Regions from separate parts of the Ovis aries genome. Here region 2 is linked to region 1. A link is a contact called in public Hi-C data. All regions are on one chromosome and are shown on one strand. Each heading gives the region's core, a stretch centred on a gene start, on an enhancer-like site or on the middle of the called end of the contact. The rest is flanking DNA. Distances are from core to core; before and after follow the strand shown. Region 1 holds the start of AHDC1 (AT-hook DNA binding motif containing 1). Region 2 overlaps WDTC1 (WD and tetratricopeptide repeats 1).

Region 1 (4,875 bases), core at 947-3,446:
CAGGCTGGTGCAGGCTGGCCCTGCCTCCCAGGGTGACGCCTGGGCCCAAATTCAGCTGGCCCTGCCAGTCAGGCACTTGGTGCAGAACCCAGGGCACTAGGCTCAGCCCCTCACAGCCCAGCCCCCGGGGCCCCCAAGCTAGCAGGGAGGGGGGACTCCCCACCCCTCCACATCTGGCCCCGGCCCCCAGGGTCTGCGGTAGAGAATTCCCGCCCCCGCTGCTCTCTGTCTCCCTCCTCCTGCTCGGTGCCCGCTGCCCGCCTCGGGGACAGCCCCAGCTCCCGCCTCGGGCCAGCAAGGCCCACATCCTTCCTCCCTCGGCCGGCCCCTGCGCCTGGCAGGAGGCTGGGGGGTCAGGCTGCTGGGGAACCCCTCCGGCTCCCATCAGTCTTCATCCCCAGCCCCCAAACTCTCTGGGTTGCCGTCCCTTTTCCTGTAGAACAGGAAACAAGGTTATTTCCTAGACTCGGAGCCAGCCCCCTGCCCCTCTGGCTCTGCCCGGGGACCAAGACCCAGCAGGGGAATGCGCCCGGAGCCAGAAAGCGGAGGGATTCAGCGATTCACCCCCCAGCGACTGGCCCAGGGGGCTGACAGCTGTCACTCAGCACCCCAAGCCCTGGGGAAGAGGGGGCCCCCGATTCAATCAGAGCCTCAGAGGAAACGCATTGATGGGCGATTATTTATTTATTTATGCAAAAGTGAGCCGACTTTGTTCGCCAGGTAACCGGGCACGCGGCCCAACCCCTCCGGCCCCGGCCGCCCCCAAATCCCTCCTCCGCCCCACACCCCCTCCGGGTCATTAGGTCCCCGCCCCTCAACTCCCAGAGCACAAGCGGAACCTTGGGATTTGGGGGTTGGAGGGGAGGGGCTTCTCCCCTCCGCAGTCTCCCCCTTTCCCAGCGCCGTTCCTAAAATCCAGCCTTGTTCTCCGCTCCCACGGTCCCCCCCTTCACCCACCCCCCCCCCCTACATTCTCAGCAAGCTGGAGAGCAAATTGCAGTTTTAAATCCAAAGACGGAGGGAGGGGGAAGGAGGAGGGGGCGCGCGGCAGCGCTGGGCGCGCACCTCGCCCCCGAGCCGGGGGAGCCGCGGGGCGGCCAGGAAACCCGAGAACCCCCCCTCCCCGCCCCCCCTTCTCGTCCACCTCCCCCTCCCCCTTCCCGGCGCTGCCTGCCAGGCTTCGAGCCGAGCCCAGCCGAGCCGCGGGCCCCGGTGGAAACAAAGACCGATCGCACCGCGGGCACCGCAGCCACGGGGTCCGGCGGACCGGACCGGGGCGCGCGGAGGGGGCGCGGGGCCCCCCCGGTGCGCTGCACAAAAGAGCCCGGCCGGCCGGTCCCCAGCGGGGGTCTAGGGCCGGGGAGGAGGCGCCACTCACCGGAGTGCTGGGCTGCCGGCTCCGTGGGTCCGAGCCAGGCGAGGGGCTTCGGGGGGCGTCTGTTTTCCGGCGGCGGCAGCGACGCGGGCGCCCGGCAGCTGGGGAGAGGAGTCGTGGAGGAGCCCTGAGCCGCCCGCCGTTGCTGACAGCATGGCTCGCGCCTCGGCTCACATTCTCCGCCGCTAACTCCGCTGGACCCGGCCCCCCAGCTCCCGCGGCGCCCCCCACCTCGATCACTCCTTCGTTCTCTCTCTGCGCCCCCTTGCTCCCCCCACCACCACCACCGCGCACACACTCTCACAGCCCTGGACACCCCCACCCCCACCCCCCCAATTGCAAACCTGGGAGGGAACGCGCCCCGCGTAGTCCTCCTCCTGCTCCTCCTCCTCCGCCCTCCTCCCTCCCGCTCTCTTCTGGCTGTCTGTCTGTCCCTCTGACTGTCTCAATCTCTCGCTCCCTCTGCCTTTCTCTGCTCTCAGAGCTGGGTGGGAAAAGGAAATGAGGACAGAAAGCAGACGCTGGCTTTGGGTGGTGGTAGCTGGATTCCCTCTCTCCCTCCCTCCCCCTCCTCCCCTCCCTCCTCCTGCCTTCTGCTCTCTCCGCGGCGAGCGGGGCTGAGCGCAGCCTGGCGGGTGGCTCGCGTTGCCCGCCCGCCCGCCTGTCTGTCTGTCTGGTCTGCCTCGCTCGCTCCCTCCCCTCGCCGTCTCTCGCCCTCGCCCTGCCTGCCTGCCTGCCTGCCTGCCTCTCTCCGTCTCCGCCGCCGCCGCCGCTGCCTCTGCGAGCTCGCCTTACCTTCGCCGCTCACCATCCGGAACCCCAGGGGGGAGCGCGCGCGCGGCTCGCCGGGACTTGTAGTCCCCGCCTCGGCCGCTCCGCGCGCGGAGCGGGCGGGGCGGCGCCGGCAGCTCCGACGGCGCGGCCGGGAGCCCGCAGGGGGCACCCAGCGCCCGAGCCCTCGCGCGCTTCCTCTTTTACCAAAGGGGGATTGCGTTCTTCCCTAAGGATCACCAACGTTCCCCACCTTCCTCGTCCCGCTGCGGGGGGCTTTGGCCGGAGCGGAGGTTGCGGGTGGGAGTGAAGGGGCGGGGTCTGAGAATGGAAAGAGTAGAATGGGGGAATCGAGGGACTAGCTAAAAGGACTTGAGACTTTCTGGGGGCGTCCCAATTAAATGAGAGAGGAAGCGGTAAGAGGAGACGGCCGGCTCCCTGAATCTGGAGGCGCTCTCCCTTCATGAGAAGGTTACCTATTGAGTAAAGCGCAAGGGTTGATGGAGAGAGGGCTGCTCCAGAAAACTCAAAGCCCGCCCGCACCTCCTCCTCCTTTCAGGGACCCCCAATCTCAAGTTCTGAGCTCTGGGTTTAGCCACCTCCACCAAAGACTAGTTTTTCTAGAAGTCCGAGGAAGACAAGAGCATGAAGTCCTGGATTCTCCACAGATCTCTCTCTCTGTCAGACACACACACACACACACACACACAGCCTTGCCTTCCTGAATTCGACTGAGCTTCTTCCTGGTGTCAGGAAGCAGCATTCAGATTCAACAGTTCAGAGCTCCTGCTGGGCCCAGGGGGCTGGACTCAGCACTTTCACCTACCTCCTCTGCAGGTCACATCTGTTATCCAGCCCCTAGCTCCGGCCCCCTGCCTGGCCTGTCCCCACAGATGGGAATGTGCACTGCCAGGGCCTGGTTACCAAGGAGAGGTCTTTGGACAGTGCAAGAAGGAGAACTGCTGCTGCTGCCACTTTCTGAACACCGCAGGGCTCTTGAGTCCTGCAAAGACCTGGTAGAATGATTTTGTTATCATTTCCATTTTAGAGATGAGGGCACTGAGGCCCATGACCCCTACTGAAGAAGTTGGTAGAGCCCGGCTGGACCAGGGTCTGTTCCATTCCAAAGCTCACTGCTTAACCTCTGGGTCAAGCAGGGAGCTGCGACTTCCAAGCTCTCCATCTGACCTTCTCTCCCGGCGTCTGTGTGTCCTCCCTTGGCACTTAAATTCGACAAATGTTAACTGAGGTGTGCAGGGCTCACAGGGGACACGGAGATGAATAATGCATGGTGGCTGTCCTGTCCCCGGCGTCTACCAGCACCAGCCCCGACTGGTCCTGTGCTAGTCCCACTTCATCTATGTGTCTGACATTCCTTTGCCCAATGTCTGCTGGCTTTTTCTGTCTTGCCCTGTGTCTGAAGTCCCTTCAGCAGTGCCTTTGTCCTTGGCCCACCCGTTTCGGACTCTTCCTTTGGCCCTGCAGGGTGATACGAGGTGATGGCCAGCGTGTGACAAAAGGCAGGTGGTGTCGTTTTGCCAACAGCAGCTCCCTGTCACCACCTGCAAGCCCCTCCTCTAAGACAAAAAAGTTGGGGGGATCTGGGGGACACTCTGTTGGCCCTTTGCAGGGAGTGGGGGCACCACAGCCATGGAAGAGGTCTAGGGCTCTAAATAGTTCCATCTATTGATCTGGCATCATCCGGGCTGCTGACCAGCCGCAGAGGCACCCATTTGGGAGTAGCTTCTCCTTACAGGCAAGCCCTGGGTTCAAAGATTTATCAGTTGAATGGGAACCATTGTAAGATCAGATATTAACAAAAGAAAGCAATGGTTAAAGTTGTTAGGGGCCCTTTGCAGCTCCCCAGCCTGACCTAAAGTTACACAAATAGATGAGGCTTTGGCATCTTGCCCCAGCTGGTCCCCCACCGGTGAGACTTTAGCATTGGGAAGGCTAGGAAAGGCCCAGGTTCCCCTTTCTTTCACACCCTCACAACATCCTTACCTATTAGGCTCTGCCCCAGGGCATAAAGACCCCATCTAAGCTGAATCAAGTTTGAGGCAGGAACTGGGGGGCAATTCAGGATGGCTTCTGGGAGATAGGGAGCCCAAGGTGGAGTGGGATGAAGAGGAGTTTGGGAAAGACACGGGAGAGGAGAGATTAGGTGATGAGGTACAGGGGCCAAGATTAGTAGGGTCCATGGCTCTGTAAGTGAGAGGGGAATAGAAGTTAGGTAGGGTTGTCCATGCACATCCCTCCCACCTCAGGCTGCTTGAGCAGCCCGCTTCCCAGGGAGGTTGAGTGCTCTTAGCCCCCAAGGTGTTGGGCATTGCTGGAAAGCAAGCACTACAGGGTTTCCCAGTCATCTGGGGACTGGTCTTTCTCTTGGAACCTCTTTAAATTGTATTTTGGAGAGGGTTGGTGGGGGAGTCCTCCCCAAACTCAAACAAAGTCTTCTTGTGGGTGGCTGCTGCCACCTAGTGTCCAACTGCTATATCTGTTTACCAGCCTAGTCTGAAGGGGTCTCAGTTCAGTCGCTCAGCGGTGTCCGACTCTATGCAACCCCAAGGACTGCAGGACACCAGGCTTCCCTGTCCATCACCTACTCCCAGAGTTTACTCAAACTCATGTCTATTGAGTCGGTGATGCCATCCAACCATCTCATCCTCTGTTGTCCCCTTCTCCTGCCTTCAATCTTTCCCAACATCAGGGTCTTTTCAAATGAGTCA
Region 2 (4,971 bases), core at 386-2,885, 260 kb before region 1:
ACCGAAGAGGCAGGAAGCAGTGAGTCTTTGAAGGGTCAGGTGAAGTGCCATGGGCAGAGGAAAAGTCGGGTCACTGTACCTGGGGATCAGGGAGCACCGGGAAGACGTGGTGTCTGCTTTCAGTGTGGGCAGGCTTAGACAGGAGAGGAAAGCGGGGAGGGGACTGTGGGGGAAGGACATTCCCAGGGAGATGAAACGGTGTGAACAAAGGCGTGGGGGTGGGGGACTGACTGAAGAGCTTGTTTGCAGAACAACAAATCCATTTGGCTGGAGCAGAGGGTTCGGGAAGGGACTGGCAGGAGATGAGTCTGTGAGGTAGCCTGGGGCCAGCCTGGGAAGGTCTTGGAATGCAGAGCGGTGGCGTTTTGGCCTCGATTCAGTGGATGATGGGCAGCTACTGAAGAGTTTCGAGCAGCAGAGGGAGGTGTTGAGGGCTGTCTTTTCAGGGAGATTGAGCTGGCAGCAAGTCCGGATGGGTGCGCCCTGGGGCCAGCTTGCTCTCTCCCCATCCCCACGTGCCTGCCAGTGACCCTTAGAATGTCACGTTCTGTCCCAGGCCAGTCTCCCCAGGGCAGCCATCTGCTCCTGGATGCGGTGGGAGCTGTCGCCCTCTGGCTTCTGGCTGCTTTCTGGTCTGGCTCTCCCCGGGAGTTCTGAGGGGCACCTTGCAGGCGGTAATTGGGTTTCCGAAGCGCGCCTGCTCCTCCGTCACAGCCACTCGTTCTGACGCAGCTGCGCCGTCGGGACACTCTGTCTCCCGCCCGCCTCCGCACTGCCAAGCCTCTTGTCCCTGCTCTGAGCACCGGTGCTCCCTCTGGGTGCTGTAGGAGGGAGGGTCAGGAGCACAGCTCCAGCGTCAGACCTGCCCTGGCCCCCGCCGCGCACAGGGGTTGTGAGCTGCGCCTTGGTGGGGAGGCCATGGTGGGGGGGGGCGGTCGGCGGCGTGCTTCTTAACGCAAGTGGGTCCTAGGCCCGCCTCACCCCAGCAGAGGGGAAAAACGGAGAAGTGGATCCTGTGAGGACACCTGGCTCTCCAGTTGAGAGGTGGGGCTGTCTGTGGACCTGGGCAGATGTGTATTCTATACTCCTGCACAGGGTGGGAGGAGGAGGGGCTTCTTCTCTGACCCTCCCCACCCCGCAAAACTATTCCCACTTCCCCACATCCATGCTTCGGGAGTTTGGAGAAGTTAGTGTGGACAATTTGCAGCTCCTGTGGCCTATGCCCGCCCCCACTCCCGCCATCCACTTCCAGAGGAGTGACTCTGCCAGACCGTCAGGCCCCGTCCTCCAGCCCCGGGAGGCAGAGGCCACAGCTGCTGTGGATCAGTCAGCCAGGGCAGAGGGGGCCTGGCTGAGGACTTGCTGCCTGCTGGTCAGCAGCCTGAATCCCCAGCCTGACACTTCTGGCTTCCCCGGACCACAGAACTGTCCTTGAGGGCCCCCTGCCTCAGACCTGGCTTTGAAGGCCAGCCGGGGGGATCTGAGGAGGTGGGTGGAGGAAAGGAGAAGGAGGGCCTGGGAGCCTGAGGCGGGCAAGATGCCAGGCCTTCTGCTGCAGGGCTGCGGGTGCCTGGGGTGAGCGGGTGCACAGTTGCACTCTGTGTCCAGCAGAGGGCAACCCGACACTGGTTTTTGCCTTATGCCCACCCTCTACCTGCCAATACGCCAGGGTTCCTGGCTTTCCTCCTAAACATACTCTGCCTCCTAGAGAGCAAGCCCTGGGCTGAACCAGGATTCTGTTCATCCCCAAATACCCTTGCCCTGAGATCGCTCAAAGGTGGGCTGGGGTGGCCACAGGAAGCGACAAGACTGAATGGGGACTCCCTACCTGCCACGGGGCCCCACCTCCAAAGCACACTCCCCTGCCTTCCCAGGGATGGTGACCACTACGATGCCCTGAGGGACTGCCTCAAGGCCATCTCCCTAAATCCATGCCACCTGAAGGCGCACTTCCGCCTGGCCCGATGCCTCTTTGAGCTCAAGTACGTGGCTGAGGCCCTAGAGTGCCTGGATGATTTCAAAGGGAAGTTCCCGGAGCAGGCCCATAGCAGCGCCTGTGACGCATTGGGACGTGACATCACGGCCGCCCTCTTCTCCAAAAATGACGGTGGTGAGTAGAGTGCGCACTGAGGAGGGGTTGCTGTCACTCTGTCTGTTGGAGATGCTGCGTGACATTCTGGAGAGGACGTAAGTCCTGAGACTGGAGAGGCCTGGGCTCACACTGATTGAGAACCACGTGACCCTGAGACAGTCACTTGGTCTCTTAAGGATTAGCAATAGCGTGTTTAAGGCACCTGGTGTGGTTCCCCCGGGGCTCAGGATAGGGGCTCAGGATAGGAGCTAGGTCATCCTCTCCTGTCATAGACAGGGCCTTGGCCGTTCCGTTGGGATCCGAGCTCCAGCTAGTTGGCTAGAGTGCACTTGCTCCAGATTGCATGGGTGCAGGAGAGACAGCCCACAGGGCAGTGGTAAGGCCCCGGGCACAGGGATGGAGCCTCGGTTCCAGTCTCAGCTCTGCCATGTGGAACCATGAGACTGGGCAGAGCACAGCCTCTCTGAACCTGCTGGCTTATTTGTACAGCATGTTGAAGGGCCTGCCCTGCTCCTCTGGGTAGCGCTGGAGAGTGAGCCAGGTAACTGTGCAGTCTGTAAACATGAGAGGGGAGCTCACTGGGGGCAGACATGCAGCTTCCTCTTCTGCTCTGCAGCGTATTGGACCATGGATTGATCCATCTGTCTGGATAGTGCCAGGCACTGTGCTATGTCCTGGGAATACATCTAGGAACAAGTCAGATAGAATTTCTGGATTCAAGAATTTATAGCCTGGGAAGGACCCTAGCGATGAAGGAGAAGCAAAGAAGGCCCCGGGGGCCTGATAGGGTGTGAGTGCAGGGGAGGGGTTGAAGGCAGCCCGGGGTTTTTGAGGGAGACGTTCAGGCAGAGATCTTGAAGCTGGGGAAGAGGTGACTAGGCAGAGTGTCGCCAGAGGTGAAGCGTCTGGCAGAGGGGCCAGCGCGTGCCAAGGCCTTGAGGCAGGCAGGGACAAGGCACTGAGAGAGCTGGTGTGACTTTACTGAGGCGCGTATGCGGCCACCAGGACCCAGGCTGACTTGTCCTCCGGGGCGGGAGGGCTAGAAAGATCACCCGCTCAAGGCTCTCTTGGCAGCGCTTTGCCCTCCCCTCCCCGCCGCTCACCTCCACACCAACAGACCTTAGGGCCGGGCATCCTCGGGGCTTCCAGACGTTATTCAGGGACCTAAGCCAAGGCCGTCCTGGCATCAGCGATCTCCTCTTGAACACCCTCAAGGGCAGGATGCACAGATGCCTCTTTTCCACAGTTGTTCCCAGTTTTCCAGGGTAGTGGGAGAGGGACAGCCCTTCATGGCTTACTACTTGGACGGAGAACGGGGTGAAGGGTGGGGAGGAAACGGGGAGGCGGGGAGAGACGGGCAGGACTCTCACGGTCCCTGTTCTCTGCCCCAGAGGAGAAGAAGGGAGCCGGCGGTGGCGGCGGCCCCGTCCGCCTCCGAAGCATGAGCCGTAAGGACTCCATCTCCGAGGACGAGATGGTGCTGCGGGAGCGAAGCTACGACTACCAGTTCCGCTACTGTGGCCACTGCAACACCACCACGGATATCAAGGAGGCCAATTTCTTTGGCAGGTCTGAGGCCCTGAGAAGGAGGAGGGCCCAGCCCAGTTGGCGGCAGGAGGTTGAGGGTGGCGTGGGGACCTAGGCTTTCAGAAGTCTCAAATCCCAGCTCTGTGCCCTTGGGCAGATGGCTTCACCTCTGTGAGCCACCATCCCCCTCCAGCCCTCCTCTGTAGATGACATACTCTTTTGGGTAGGTGAGATCCATGAATATAAATCAAGCATCTCCAGCAAGATCCCTTCTAAATATCAGCAGTGTGTTGGGGGCAGGTGTGCTGTAGGGTCTGGGGGTCTGGATCCAGAGAGGCTAGGACTACTGAGGAAAAGCTGAGGCAGGAGCATTCCCAGAGACCCCTGAGAGGCAGGATCCGATCCTGGCACCCAGGGGGCTTACGATGCACTTTGAGGGAGAGTAAGTCAGAGGGACCTCGGCTGTCTGTGACCCCAAGGTTAGGAGAACAGTTGGACAGTGACACGACTCTCCAGTGTGGAGAGGATGCTCGTGTGTGTGGGAGTTCCGAGTCGGGTGAAGACCCCAGAGTTCGGGGGGCTGAGTGGCTCCAGGCTTCCCTGCCACCCCCTTTCCCTCAGCCATGCAGCCTGTGGGCCATCCCCCGACCTGACCTCCCTGCTCTTTGCCCCCCCCCTCCCCCGCCAGCAACGCTCAGTATATCGTCAGCGGCTCTGACGATGGCTCCTTCTTCGTCTGGGAAAAGGAGACCACCAACCTGGTCCGCGTGCTGCAGGGCGACGAATCCATCGTCAACTGCCTGCAGCCACACCCCAGCTACTGCTTCCTGGCCACCAGTGGCATCGACCCTGTTGTGCGGCTCTGGAACCCCCGGCCGGAGGTGAGGGGGCGGGCAGGGTGGCAGAAGCCAGGCCGGGAGGAAAGAAGGCGGGATGCTCTGCAACGCCTCCAGCTGAGCTTGTGTGGGGCGGGATGGGAAAGGAGTCACAGCCTCACGGAGGCAAGGGGCTGCCAGGGGAGGAGCTCTCTCCCCAGGGGTCCAAGCTGCGTCAGGGCAGGAGCCAGCGAGTTCTGAAAGCTCCAGATGAAGCGGGCAAGTCCAGGGGCATATCCGTGAGCCAGGTGTGAAGGTGAGCCTCACACCCGGGAGGCAGTGGCCCAGTAACTGGGGCCGGGTGCGGGAGGGCAGGGAGGGCACCCGCCAGGGCACCCGCCCCACCCCAACACCAGCTCCCAGGTCAGCACCTCCCTTGGTGCCCTGCCCCTCGTGTCCCTCTGCGTCTTGTCCCCCAGAAGCCCTGCAGAGGCCAGTGCCTCAGGCACCCGGGCAGCACGTAGGCTTTGTAGTCTG

The links. Hi-C and Micro-C count contacts between places; a contact is called where the count stands out from the background.
Region 2: a Hi-C map of hypothalamus shows a contact between it and region 1, with 5 times the contacts expected there. The contact joins the enhancer-like site here to the promoter of AHDC1 in region 1. A contact is called at or near these places in 9 of 16 Hi-C or Micro-C datasets (blood, hypothalamus, liver and 4 more).

Annotation. Positions count from the first base shown.
Region 1 is chr2:239,442,455-239,447,329 of ARS-UI_Ramb_v3.0, reverse strand. AHDC1 (AT-hook DNA binding motif containing 1) reads right to left here and starts at 2,196. Exons shown (of 7, transcript XM_042245109.1): 1 at 1,720-2,196; 2 at 1,379-1,476.
Region 2 is chr2:239,700,210-239,705,180 of ARS-UI_Ramb_v3.0, reverse strand. WDTC1 (WD and tetratricopeptide repeats 1) reads left to right here. Exons shown (of 17, transcript XR_009599448.1): 13 at 1,875-2,110; 14 at 3,484-3,661; 15 at 4,308-4,500. Among named protein-coding and RNA genes, the nearest start is that of TMEM222, 18 kb to the right of the region's middle. Within about 2 kb of position 1,635, at least 18 of the 54 cell types and tissues checked have an H3K27ac peak or open chromatin away from gene starts, as enhancers often do. A contact at or near this core is called in hypothalamus and liver, where this site is marked.